Regions from separate parts of the Mus musculus genome. Here regions 1, 2 and 3 are each linked to region 4. The links are chromatin contacts, called in public HiCAR-type, HiChIP or PLAC-seq and promoter capture Hi-C maps. All regions are on one chromosome and are shown on one strand. The core of a region is the stretch at or near the end of the contact, and the rest is flanking DNA. Distances in the headings are between cores, read along the strand shown.

The links. Promoter capture Hi-C pulls out the DNA fragments that hold promoters and counts their contacts. HiCAR-type assays count read pairs that join an accessible place to other places. HiChIP or PLAC-seq counts read pairs in DNA pulled down with a chosen protein or histone mark.
Region 1: an H3K27ac HiChIP or PLAC-seq map of embryonic stem cells shows a contact between it and region 4, with 28 times the contacts expected there. The contact joins the promoter of Tifa here to the promoter of Pitx2 in region 4. A contact is called at or near these places in 13 of 39 promoter capture datasets (cranial neural crest, embryonic stem cells, frontonasal cranial neural crest and 6 more), 15 of 484 Hi-C or Micro-C datasets (LSK cells, embryonic stem cells, epiblasts and 1 more), 8 of 115 datasets of contacts at active chromatin or transcription factors (embryonic stem cells, forebrain, kidney and 1 more) and 1 of 9 other capture datasets (embryonic stem cells).
Region 2: a contact with region 4 is called in a promoter capture Hi-C map of trophoblast stem cells, with 18 times the contacts expected there. The contact joins the enhancer-like site here to the promoter of Pitx2 in region 4. A contact is called at or near these places in 5 of 39 promoter capture datasets (embryonic stem cells, hippocampal neurons, liver and 1 more), 4 of 115 datasets of contacts at active chromatin or transcription factors (embryonic forebrain, embryonic stem cells and stem cell-derived neural progenitor cells) and 1 of 9 other capture datasets (embryonic stem cells).
Region 3: a contact with region 4 is called in a HiCAR-type map of astrocytes, with 6 times the contacts expected there. The contact joins the enhancer-like site here to the promoter of Pitx2 in region 4. A contact is called at or near these places in 4 of 39 promoter capture datasets (embryonic stem cells, hippocampal neurons, liver and 1 more) and 3 of 115 datasets of contacts at active chromatin or transcription factors (astrocytes, embryonic forebrain and kidney).

Annotation. Positions count from the first base shown.
Region 1 is chr3:127,788,552-127,791,251 of GRCm38.p6, forward strand. Tifa (TRAF-interacting protein with forkhead-associated domain) reads left to right here and starts at 1,321. Exons shown (of 3, transcript NM_145133.4): 1 at 1,321-1,620.
Region 2 is chr3:127,928,617-127,931,316 of GRCm38.p6, forward strand. 9830132P13Rik (RIKEN cDNA 9830132P13 gene) reads left to right here. Exons shown (of 5, transcript NR_040552.1): 3 at 103-250. Among named protein-coding and RNA genes, the nearest start is that of 9830132P13Rik, 14 kb to the left of the region's middle. Within about 2 kb of position 1,420, at least 83 of the 459 cell types and tissues checked have an H3K27ac peak or open chromatin away from gene starts, as enhancers often do. A contact at or near this core is called in trophoblast stem cells, where this site is marked.
Region 3 is chr3:127,704,400-127,707,147 of GRCm38.p6, forward strand. All of the region lies in intron 3 of Alpk1 (alpha-kinase 1), which reads right to left. Among named protein-coding and RNA genes, the nearest start is that of Neurog2, 73 kb to the left of the region's middle. RefSeq lists an enhancer at 849-2,748. Within about 2 kb of position 1,447, at least 53 of the 459 cell types and tissues checked have an H3K27ac peak or open chromatin away from gene starts, as enhancers often do. A contact at or near this core is called in astrocytes, where this site is marked.
Region 4 is chr3:129,198,555-129,201,254 of GRCm38.p6, forward strand. It overlaps Pitx2 (paired-like homeodomain transcription factor 2), which reads left to right and starts at 1,324. Exons shown (of 5, transcript NM_011098.4): 1 at 1,324-1,608. It overlaps Gm40149 (a long non-coding RNA gene), which reads right to left and starts at 355. Exons shown (of 4, transcript XR_867634.2): 1 at 1-355.

The DNA of each region.
Region 1 (2,700 bases), core at 71-2,570, 1.4 Mb before region 4:
AGTGTTGTTAATAGCCCCTACTTAAATATTAATAGTATAAAGTGAAGGTTTCTATGTTATTTCTCTACTTGTGTTAATGCACTTTGACCATGTCCATCACTTTATTACTCCCTTATTCGTCACATTTTTTTCACATGTTCTTCAACTCAGCTTTGAAGATTAAAGAGTTCAGATGGAGCACAATCATGACGCTAGGATTCACAGGAGGCAGAAGGGTCTTGACTTGGAAGCTAGCCTGAGCTACATGACAAAACCTTGTCTAAAAAGAAAACCGTTAACAAGAAAGAGATCTGAGAGCAGAAACTCCGATTTTTATGTTACTTTATTGCCTGGGTTTATTTGGCACAATCACTTGGCAATGTCTTATCTTGTACCTGCTTTGATACAGCTCAATCGAAAGAAGATTCCGTGGCTGTCTCTTCTTCCAAGAAGGAATAATAAACGTTGATCATTAACCAACGAAATTACATCCCTTACTGGAATCTGCCTCACTTAAATGTACTTAAGTCCTTTCCCAGCCGAGGCTTCCCAGCAGAATTGGGGGGGGGGGGGAGGCCCTCCAGTAGACTGACAACAGTGCAGAAGCCACATCATTTTATTGTCCCAGAAAAAGACCTACCTCCCCTGACATTAAGGACAGAGTCCAGACAAATAAACAGTTTCCATGGAAAGACTGTGGGAATTGCTATTCAGGTTCCCAAGCAGAGGGGACGACGGAACGGACAACTAGAACATCCTTGGCAACTTCTACAGTCACTCTGGTTCTCTTCGCTCTGCTCTCCATCGCTCTTCTCCCTAAATAGAAGCCCTCTCCTACCTCTCTCCACAGCTGCCTTCTGTATTTCCATCCCAACCTCCTTGAACTTCGGAAATTAGTGTCCGGGTATCCAGTCGGTCCTCTGAAAGACCCTCACGAGGCTGTTGCCCCTGTCACCACTCAGCACTAGGTGTTGGGCGAAGAAAGGTTGGTTAGCCGGAAGTGACAGGTGAGGAGGCTTCTGGACGGCTTGTGCGCAGGGTGGCAGCATCCCGAGGAAGGTTCCAATCCTGTCTGGCTGGACTCTCATCCGCTCCCCACGCCTCGGGTTGAGCAGAGAGTAGCCACTGCCTCCCAAGGCCCGAGATCAGGCGCACATTCTTAGGGTCCCCAACGAGTCCTCCAACTGCCTGCTGGTCCACCACCCCACAGCAGCTCTTAATCTGGAACCGACCCAGTTCCTTTCTTCTCAAAGCCCAGCTCCCGGGTCACATGCCATCTAGAGCTGCCTCTTGTTGGAGAAGGTGCGGTCGCCCCGGGTGCCCGGCGACTCAAACCCGGTCAGTCAGGAGACCTCAGAGAGGCGACAGGGGGCAGGGCTTCCTGTGGAAAAGGGCTGGACGGCGGCGGCAGCCTCTTGCCTGGCTCTGCGGGGCTTTCCTCCCGGCAAGGGCTTTGCCGAGGTCACTCGCGCGAGGCCGCTCTTGGCGCGCCCGTGGGAGGCTCGGTGGCGTGGGAGGACCAGCGACCTGCGGATTCCTCGAGCTCCCACGGCGCTGGCAGCGACGGTCCCCCACCCCCACCCCTATCCCCAGGCTTCCACCAGAAGGCTCCGCAAGACTCACGGACCTCCAAGTCCCCAGGTACCTATTGGTCACCTGTTTAGCTTGAGAGTGGGGGACTGTCGCTTGCCTGCTTCTCTCTCTCTCTCTCTCTCTCTCTCTCTCTCTCTCTCTCCCTCCCTCCCTCCCTCCCTCCCTCTCCCTCTCCCTCGCTCTCGCTCTCTCTCTCCTTGGCTTGGTTTACAGGCAGTCTTGCACTATATACTAAGGAAAGGTTGAAAAAATATATAGCCAGCGCGATCTTAAGCTTATGAAATACGTGATCTTTATAAAATAAGGGAGGAACCGAACAATACTGGGGGAGGGGAGCGGTGTGTGTGTATGTCTTTCCTCTCCTATTCTTGCAAACTTTTCATCCAATCGGAAACTAGAAGGATGCCGCTTGTGCATTCTGGCTCACTAGCCGACATCCCGGTCCCCCGCCGTCACATGCTGTTATTGAACTTGGGAAATATCCCAGTCCGGAGTGCACAAGCCTCTTCCAGACCCACCTCCCGGCCGTAGCCGGGTCACAGGAAAGCCCAGCGTCGTTGTGATCCGGGATTTTCCAATTTTCCCAGAGGATTCGCATCCGGTTGCTGGGAGAGGCTCCGTGGGGGGTCCGCGGCCAGGGAGGGGAGTGGGGCCGGGGTGGGGATAAGAAGTGGAGGGTGGGCAGAGCGAGAATCGCCAACGCTGGAAAGCGCTGAGCTTGCCTGACGCTCTCCTCTCCGTACTTGGTTGCCCCCACTCTCTCTGAAAGATTGGGAACCAGAAAGGCTGCTGAGTCGGCAGTGCAGGTCTGCTTTGGTGTAAAATTCGCGGACAAATGTCTTCTAAGACACCCGGTGGGGCCATGGCAACTGAGGGAGTTGGGCAAGAGAGTAAAATTATCTTTTGTTTCTTCCAAGTTTCTCTTCCCCTTCTGCCAGCTCGGTGTCGGGTGTTTGTCAAGAAGAGAAGCTTTTTTGCAAAAATAAAAACTCCCTTCTTGTAATCACAATCGCTAGCATATCGACTCAGAGGAACCTCCATTTACAGCAAATTCTAAAAACGTGAGAAACCTTGATGGCATGCGTGACCCCTACCCAGGGGAGCCGTGCAAACTTCCCTTTAAACCGT
Region 2 (2,700 bases), core at 170-2,669, 1.3 Mb before region 4:
CAGAGTGTCCTCAAGATGGCTGGAATTTCATGGGCAAGCGTGGGAAAGCATGAAAACACTCTGTCTGCGTTAACACTACATGGCATTTATATTGTTTTTTAGAGCACAATGGAAGAATAGATGGTCAGACACCCTGCCACACCTTGGATATACTGCTTCTGTTGGCACTTCAAGACTATAAGCTTGACACACAAGAAGCCTTTTAGGGAAGAGAACTGACGTGTATGCTCATGTTGAAAGCAACCCTGTGGTATGTTGTCACTAATCTTTTTTTTTTTTTAAAGATTTATTTATTTATTATATGTAAGTACACTGTTGCTGTCTTCAGACACACCAGAAGAGGGCATCAGATCTCATTACAGGTGGTTGTGAGCCACCATGTGGTTGCTGGGATTTGAACTTCGGACCTTCGGAAGAGCAGTCGAGTGCTCTTACCCACTGAGCCATCTCACCAGCCCGTCACTAATCTTAAAACAGTGTTAAATGAAGGAGGTCGGATCCACATTATGCTTAGAGCAGCCTGAGTAGAAGCTTGGTAGCTGTTGGGTTTCAGACCCAGGACAAGGGACTGAGGTGCATAGTTGTTGACATATTAAAACAGACCTGGCCTCCTGGCTATCCCAGCATCCCTCAGTCCCCACCTTGCATACTCTGCCTCAACAATGAACTTTCCAGTCTAACGGCTGGGCTCTCCTTCTCTCAGAGGCTCTTCCCTATATAATCCAGACATTTTAGTCTCTTCCTCCCCCCTCGCGCATTCATGCACACAGCCCTTTTTTCCTGCCCCCTTCCTTCCCCATGGGGACTTCCCTGGTTTCCCTCCTTGGGGTCAGTGAATTCCCCTGCTTGAGAGCAGCTTCCCAATAAACCTGCCCTTAATCTAATCTAATCTGGGTTGAAATGGCTCATTCTACTGATGGAGAAATAACCTACTACGAGCCACACTCACTGGGGCTGATTTCTGGCCTCTGCTAACTCATATCCTGGGCCATTCTAGATGTCTAAATAATGAGCTTATTCTTCTATTTCTCAACATCAGTTGAGAGTTAGGCTTTTGTTGTTGTTTTGGTTTTTTGTTTTTGTTTGTTTTTTGGTTTTTTTTGCTTGTTTTTTTTTTATTTTTTTTATTAGGTATTTTCCTCGTTTACATTTTCAATGCTATCCCAAAGGTCCCCCATACCCACCCACCCCCCAATCCCCTACCCACCACTGCCCCTTTTTGGCCCTGGCGTTCCCCTGTACTGGGGCATATAAAGTTTGCAAGTCCAATGGGCCTCTCTTTTTTTATTTTTTGCTTGTTTTTTAAGTCTCTGTTCAATCCATGGGATTATAGCCATTCTAGGGACTAAACACAGAGAAGTCGGTGAAGAACAAACGGCTGCTGCCGGTGCAGTGGGGCAATATTTGAACAACGCCACAGTAATGTGACACAGAGGTCACTGCTCTTAGCTCTGCAACGTTCCACGCCCAGCCCAGGGGTTCATAATAGACATTGGAATGTACAAGTCCACTCCCTGCAAACATTCCTACCAATCTAACACCTTGATTGCCAGCAGCCTCTCCCACAACCACAGCCACAGCCAGAGCCACAGCCGCAAACCTTTCTCTCACTTCTGCCTTCCAAATCCTGAATGCATGTTGGGACAGAATTTAAGACTCCCCGCCACCCCCAACAAAAACAACAACAAAAACAAAAACGAAACCCCATAAAAGAAAGTGTTTTGGAGAATGCAGTCCAGGTTAGTTTCTTATCCACATTGAAGGGGTGGGGACTTCCAAAGCCAAACGATTGGTTGCACATAGTATATGCTTGTGTCTTGGCACTTTCCTCACTGCAGAACATAGATAGGTTCATATCTGGCCAAGTCAACCGTCAGGGTGTGCCTTACTGTGACTCTGCAGAGACATTTGGCTCTGTGGAACCTCCCTGTTCCCCATGCTACCACCTATCAGGAGTAGTATTTCATTTGTTCTTAGTAATCCTGTCATAGCTGCCATGTGCCACATTTGCTTAGATCTTCTTGCTGACCCTTCTAGATGTTAACACCATCTCTGTCAGGCCGCTCTTCTGAGGGCAGAGTAGAAAACACCGTTCCGAGTTAGGGCTCTCGGCACCCCCAGACTTTCTGCTGCGGCTGCAGAAGACTGGTGATTCTCTGAATCCATTTCTGGTCCTTGATGGTGAGGTAAGGGGAGGAGGGAGCCTGGACTTCTGACTGCTTCACAGCACAGTCCTGGTCCTGATTTCAACTTGAGCTTCACCTCATCTTACTATGGACACTCCCGTGGGTATAACGTGGCCTGGGGCCTCTAGACAGCAAATTGGTTCTGCATAGTACCTGCTAGTGGACACTGATATATTGTTGCTGGCTTAATTAGTCCTACTCCATCTTCTCTACTAAATTTATTTAGACATTTCTCTTTGACTACTATCACTTTTTAAGTAAAAAATAACTTTCTAAGTAAGCATATGAGGTGATGGACTTTAATTATGCCATGTTTACATCCATGCATCATTATATTTATGCTCTAATTATCCTCTTCCCCTCCAGTCATACACACACACACACAAACACACACACACACACACACACACCCCTTTCTCCCTCTAGCAGGTTCCTTCCCTTCCCCTAGACATCCCCACTTTTGCTTCGTGCCACATACACTCAGTTGTCTTCCCTGTATGTTTGAAATCCCCTA
Region 3 (2,748 bases), core at 197-2,696, 1.5 Mb before region 4:
AACTCAAGTCCTCTTTAGGTCTTAAGCAGCTTGTCTTTCTGTTAGTCTTGTCCTTTCACAGAGCATGGGACAGCGTGTTCTGGAAGGGCTGGCTTTGGAGATGACGTCAGAGTCTGGATGTTTATAAACTAGCTTCACGAGAGCTAAGCTGCATCACAGGACAAAAGTCAAGAAATCCACAAAGCACCCACCACGAGATAAGGTAAAATTTACAAGACTAACACGAATTGAAGCTACCAGTTGTGAAAGAAGCACATTCTATATAATCTACAGAAAGTAATCCCCAAAGGACAGGCAGTTATCACAGCTTTGTTTGAGAATATTCCAGAGAGTGGAGTAAAAATTAGGTATGCAAATGCAAGATGTAAAAAAATCATTTCAATCAAAGGTTAAAAAATGTAATTCCTAAACCGGGCAGTGGTGGCGCACACCTTTAATCCCAGCACTTTGGAGGCAGAGGCAGGTGGATTTCTGAGTTCCAGGCCAGCCTGGGCTACAGAGTGAGTTCCGAGACAGCCAGGGCTACACAGAGAAACCCTGTCTCGAAAAACAAACAAAACAAAACAAAACAAAAAAAGTAATTCCTGAGATGAAGCCACAGCTGTCTGTGGCTCATTTGTTTGTGGTGGTGTTGGGAATGAAATGTAGGGCCTCGTGCATGAAAGGTGAGCCCTGCACCAAAAGAGGTGTCTCTCTACTTTCCTCTGTATCCTAGCTCCTTGTGGGTTGCCCTAGCAAATGATGTAATCTCCCCAACCTGATCTAGTCTTGAATCATTGCTATTTGCAGTGCGGTTTCAGAATTATTGAAAACTCCCCCTCGGTGTTCAGTATGGTGGGGCTGCTTAATAAACGAGGCGACAGACACCATGAGGGAAAACCAACCAACCAACCAACCAACCATATCTGTCTCTCAGCGCCACACTCTTGTGTAGCAAAATATAAACCCATGGAAACTCCACCCCTACGCCCCCGCGTAAGCTGCAGTGGAGTTTCAATACTTTAAACAGAAATGACAAATTGAATCTATAAATTTTCTCCAGGAACATGGTGAAACCTCACACGTCTTTTTCATCTTTTCGTCCCTTCACCGACCCTGAGGACTAACCTCTCTGAGACTGGGAAAGCAAAAGGAAGCTGTGCAGCCTGTGTTCCTGGAGCACGTAGGAAGCTAGTTCTTCGAAGGGACCCTCCCAGCACTCTCCTGCGCGTGCGCGTTACTTTTTGCTGTCACTAACCCAGGAAACCCCTCCCCCAGCACCTGTAGGCACATTCTGCATCCCTCCCGAACGCGCCATATATTTGAGCAGGGAACATTGCCTAATCTATTTTCTCCCCTTCTACTCTTAATAGATCGGAGCACAAAAGCCCGAGAGAGGGTGACCTGCCAGACAAAAGGGCCTTTGAGTTTCTTGGAGAAGGAGACTTGGAGAACGATGGAAGGAATCCAAGTGGCCCTATTATTTCCACTTGCACTAATTAGACATTTTTCTGTCAGCTATTGAGCACTGCTGAGAGGCCAAACTCACTGAATTCATTTCTAAAGTGTTTACAGAAGTTTGCATCTGTTTGTGTCTCTTCAGGAGGAAAATAAGCACTTCAATAGCATTGTGCAAAATCTAAACGAAGCATCCTATTCTGGAGGCCCTGGCGTCCCCGCAGCTGCATAATTTAGCTCCGTTCGGGGGCCCGAACCTCTCGCATCTCTATCCAAAACCTATGAAGCAAAGTACAAGGACGTCAAGTCAGGAGACTCTCCTCTTCGCTCTCTTTTTCTCAGCCTCTCTCCTTTGAAGTGGCAGCGTGCTGCGTCCTACGTGCAGATTTGGGTGGTGTGGTTCTTGCAGCGCGGCTCTCCGGTTCTCTGTTTCTCGAGAAATTAATACCCACTTTCATTTGTTGCCAAGTGAGGGGACAGTACATTCCTCAGCAGCGAGGCAGAATACATCAGCCTTCTGGGAATCTCCCCACAGGCTAGGCTGCAGGGAGGAGGGTGAGGGGTATGCTCTGACATGAGAAGGGGAGGATGAAAGACGCAGGAGTGTGTGGTAGGGAAGGGACACTAAGGAATCTCCCTGCGTGGCAAAATGTGCCTGGGCTGTGCACAATTAGATTAAAATGAAAGGGAACCCCTGGCCCTCCCCAACCCCCCCTCCAAAAAAGAAAGAAACACACACACACACACACACACACACACACACACAATCCCCTCCTCTAATGGCTTACAATAGAGTAGTGCTTTTGAAATGGATATTGGTTCACACATATGAATCTTTGTTGTTATGGTGGTGGTGGTAGTTTGGGTTCTTAGACCCATGACTGACTTGCCATCTCTAGGGACTCAAAATTATGATCATATGCCATAGCAACAGAATTTCTGTGTTGCTGTGACCCCAGCAATCTCATGCTCAGAAACAAATGAATCCTACCCCTTTATCTTTCCTCAGAGGCTGTCTTCAGGGACAGAACAGACAGTTACTGTATTCTTCTTGCTGAGTGACCATGTTTAAATACGGTACTTAGAGACGGTGAAGAGACTTTACTAGATTCCTAAGGGGACAGGCGCACACTTGCGCACACAAAGCTACACGTGCCGACAGCCCACAAACATAGAGTTGTGTTGCCACAATTGTTTGTGGGATGGGAAATACGGGATTCTAATTGAGTTTTAGGCACAAAGGGAACTTCATGGCTAGGAAGCCGAGTCAGGTGGTGAAGGAATTAAACTCCACAAAGAGATTTCGATACA
Region 4 (2,700 bases), core at 74-2,573:
CTCTGGACTTTCAAGAACATTCGCTCATATGGGGGGGAACTTCCTTCTCCTTCCCCACCCCCATCCCGGTGCAATTTAATACCACTCTCAGTCAGGAACCTTAACCTCGTCATTTTAAAAAATGAGATATCCGCGACCCGGGGTGAACTTGTTGAGTGTAGGTACAGCAGAGGAAATTCTAGACTCTGAGAGTCCCAGACTTGAGCAAGAGATCCCATGCCGACACACTGGCCGGTGTGTGGCCCTGTCTACCTGCGCTCTTCCACTCTGATCCACCCGTCTTGACCTCAGACACCACCGTGACCTAGCCCTTGCCTTACTGTAGTTCAGGCCTCCCTCCGGTCATCGTCTGGTAATATCTCCCTCCTCCTCCTCCTCCTCCTCCTCCTCCTCCTCCTCCTCCTCCTCCTCCTCCTCCTCCTCCTCCTCCTCCCCCTCCCTCTCTCCCTCCCTCCCTCTCTCCCTCCCTCTCTCCCTTCCTTACCCCTTTTTCTTTCTTTCTTTCTCTCTCCTTCCCTCCCTTCTTTCATCCCCCCCACACACACCTATCGGCTGTGGCTCTCCCACCTTCTGCCGCTAGCTCACCCTATTTTTCTAACTTCTCCCAGTCATCATCTTCTCTTTGCCACCCCATCCATCCACCCACCTTCAGTGCTGCCCTCTGTGGATCCCTCAATTCCCTCCCACTGCCCCTGTAGACAATCAGTACAGTAACCAGCTTTCCTCTACTCCGCGGGCCTGAAAGGAGGTCACGCGCGCGCACACTCACATCCACACTTCGAAAGCCTCACCCGGATCAAACCAAGCCACACTGCCCTTTGTTTCATTTCATGGGCCACTTTGCTAGTCCCTTCCTCGTAAGCCACCCAGACTTTGCTCCGCGCGAATAGGTTTCTGTCTCCCCAGGCTCTGGCCCTCCCACTCAGATTTAGAAGGGGTTTGACGCACAACCGTTTTTTCTCCGTCCATTCCATCCTTGTCCCTTTCCTACCATCCCCACCATCCTGCTCCCCAGCTTGAGTGCTAGCTCCTGCCACTGGTCAGCTCCTGTCGGTCGGTAGTTGCCTCCGGCCCCTGATCCTCCGCTCCTCCCTCCTGGGTTCTGTCCGGGACCGCAGTCTCCTGGGCCCCTGGGCCTCACTTCTCAGCCCTAGTGGTCCCCTGTCCCCTCGATCGCCCCTGCACGCTCCCCCACCCCCGCAGTGGCCCAAGGCTGTGCTCGCCCCTTGATCGCCCAGCGTACAGCAGGCTCGGCCGCCCGCCCGCGCGCCACTGTGCACTGGAGTTTGGTGGAATCTCTGCTGACGTCACGACACTCCGCACACGGAGTCGGAGCGGAGGGAAGAGAGAGGGATGAGAGCGAGGGAGGGGAGAGAGAGTGCGAGACCGAGAGAGAAAGCCGGAGAGCAGCAGACAGAAACTGCCGGCGCCCGCTAGCTTTAGCAGCCCCCCGCGTGGACCCTCTCGGAACTTGGCACCCTCAAGATCCCCGCAGTTCCACCCAGACCCGCTCCACGGCGCTGGCTGTGCAGCCCGAGCCTCGGCCGCCTGGCAGTCACCCTGGGAAGCGGTGGGACGGGGAGACAGCCGTTCTCTCTCCGGTAGCCGGTAAGTGGAGGCCCTCTCTCCCACAGAGCTGTGAGATAATGCGAGTCTGGAAATTTGTTCCACTCTGGAGAACCTCCGCCGTGTATGATTTGTGGCTCGCCGGGCTTGTTTCTCCAGATTCAGCGCAGTTGGCAAACAGATCTTACAGAGCCCCTGTTCCGTTCGCCCTCAATCGCAGACACTAGAACAGTCCTACCCGGCGTTGAAGTCGACTGGAAGCCAGGCATGGCTGGCAGTTAAAACGAGGCATCTTCCCTGAAATTTCGATGCCAACAGGGTAGGGAGAAATCCTCCAGCTGAGGATTAGCCCAGTCAAGATAAAGGGCCAGCTACAAAGTTTCAGCTACTGGAATAGATTAGCCCCTTCCCATCATTACCCATTGGAAAAAAAAGGAGATTCCATCTTAACCGGCGGTTAGTGACCTCTCAGGCCCAAGCGAATTACCTGAGAGCCAGGCCTAGATGCCAACCCGCACAATTACTTCGGATTATAAATCCTTTAAATTGATCATCAGTCAACTCCAATCTTGTACTGAGGGAGATGCATTTTAAACGGATGCGGAGAGGCCACTATTTTGCAACTGGTAACTAAGTAAAAACATGCGATTCCAAACCAGCGAAATACAGTCCTTTTATTCCAATTAAATCACCTTCCCTAAACAATTTAGAAATCAAACTATCCTAGGAGGCTGGGATATTTTTGTTTTTATTCTATTTTGTAGGACTACCGTATTTTTTTGAGGTAAATTAAAATGGGGAGAGAGTCTTTTACTATTATGAATTACAATAATATGCATTCATACATTCTAAACGATTTAACGAACAAGTAATTTGATTTTTAAGAGATCTCTGCATCCTTTTCAGACCATTAGTTACAATTAAAGATATTTTATTCTCATGCAGTATCATTTAGAGGAGACTCCACCTAAAACCAATAATTTCACAGAAACAAAGATTGTTACTGAAGTGAATTGAGGACTTGTTGTTGTTGTTGTTGTTGTTGTTGTTGTTGTTGTTTGGGGGGCGTTGAAAATGAGCACAGTATTCCAATAATCAAAGTTTAGTTTCAAAACAAAGTAGCTACTTCACTTA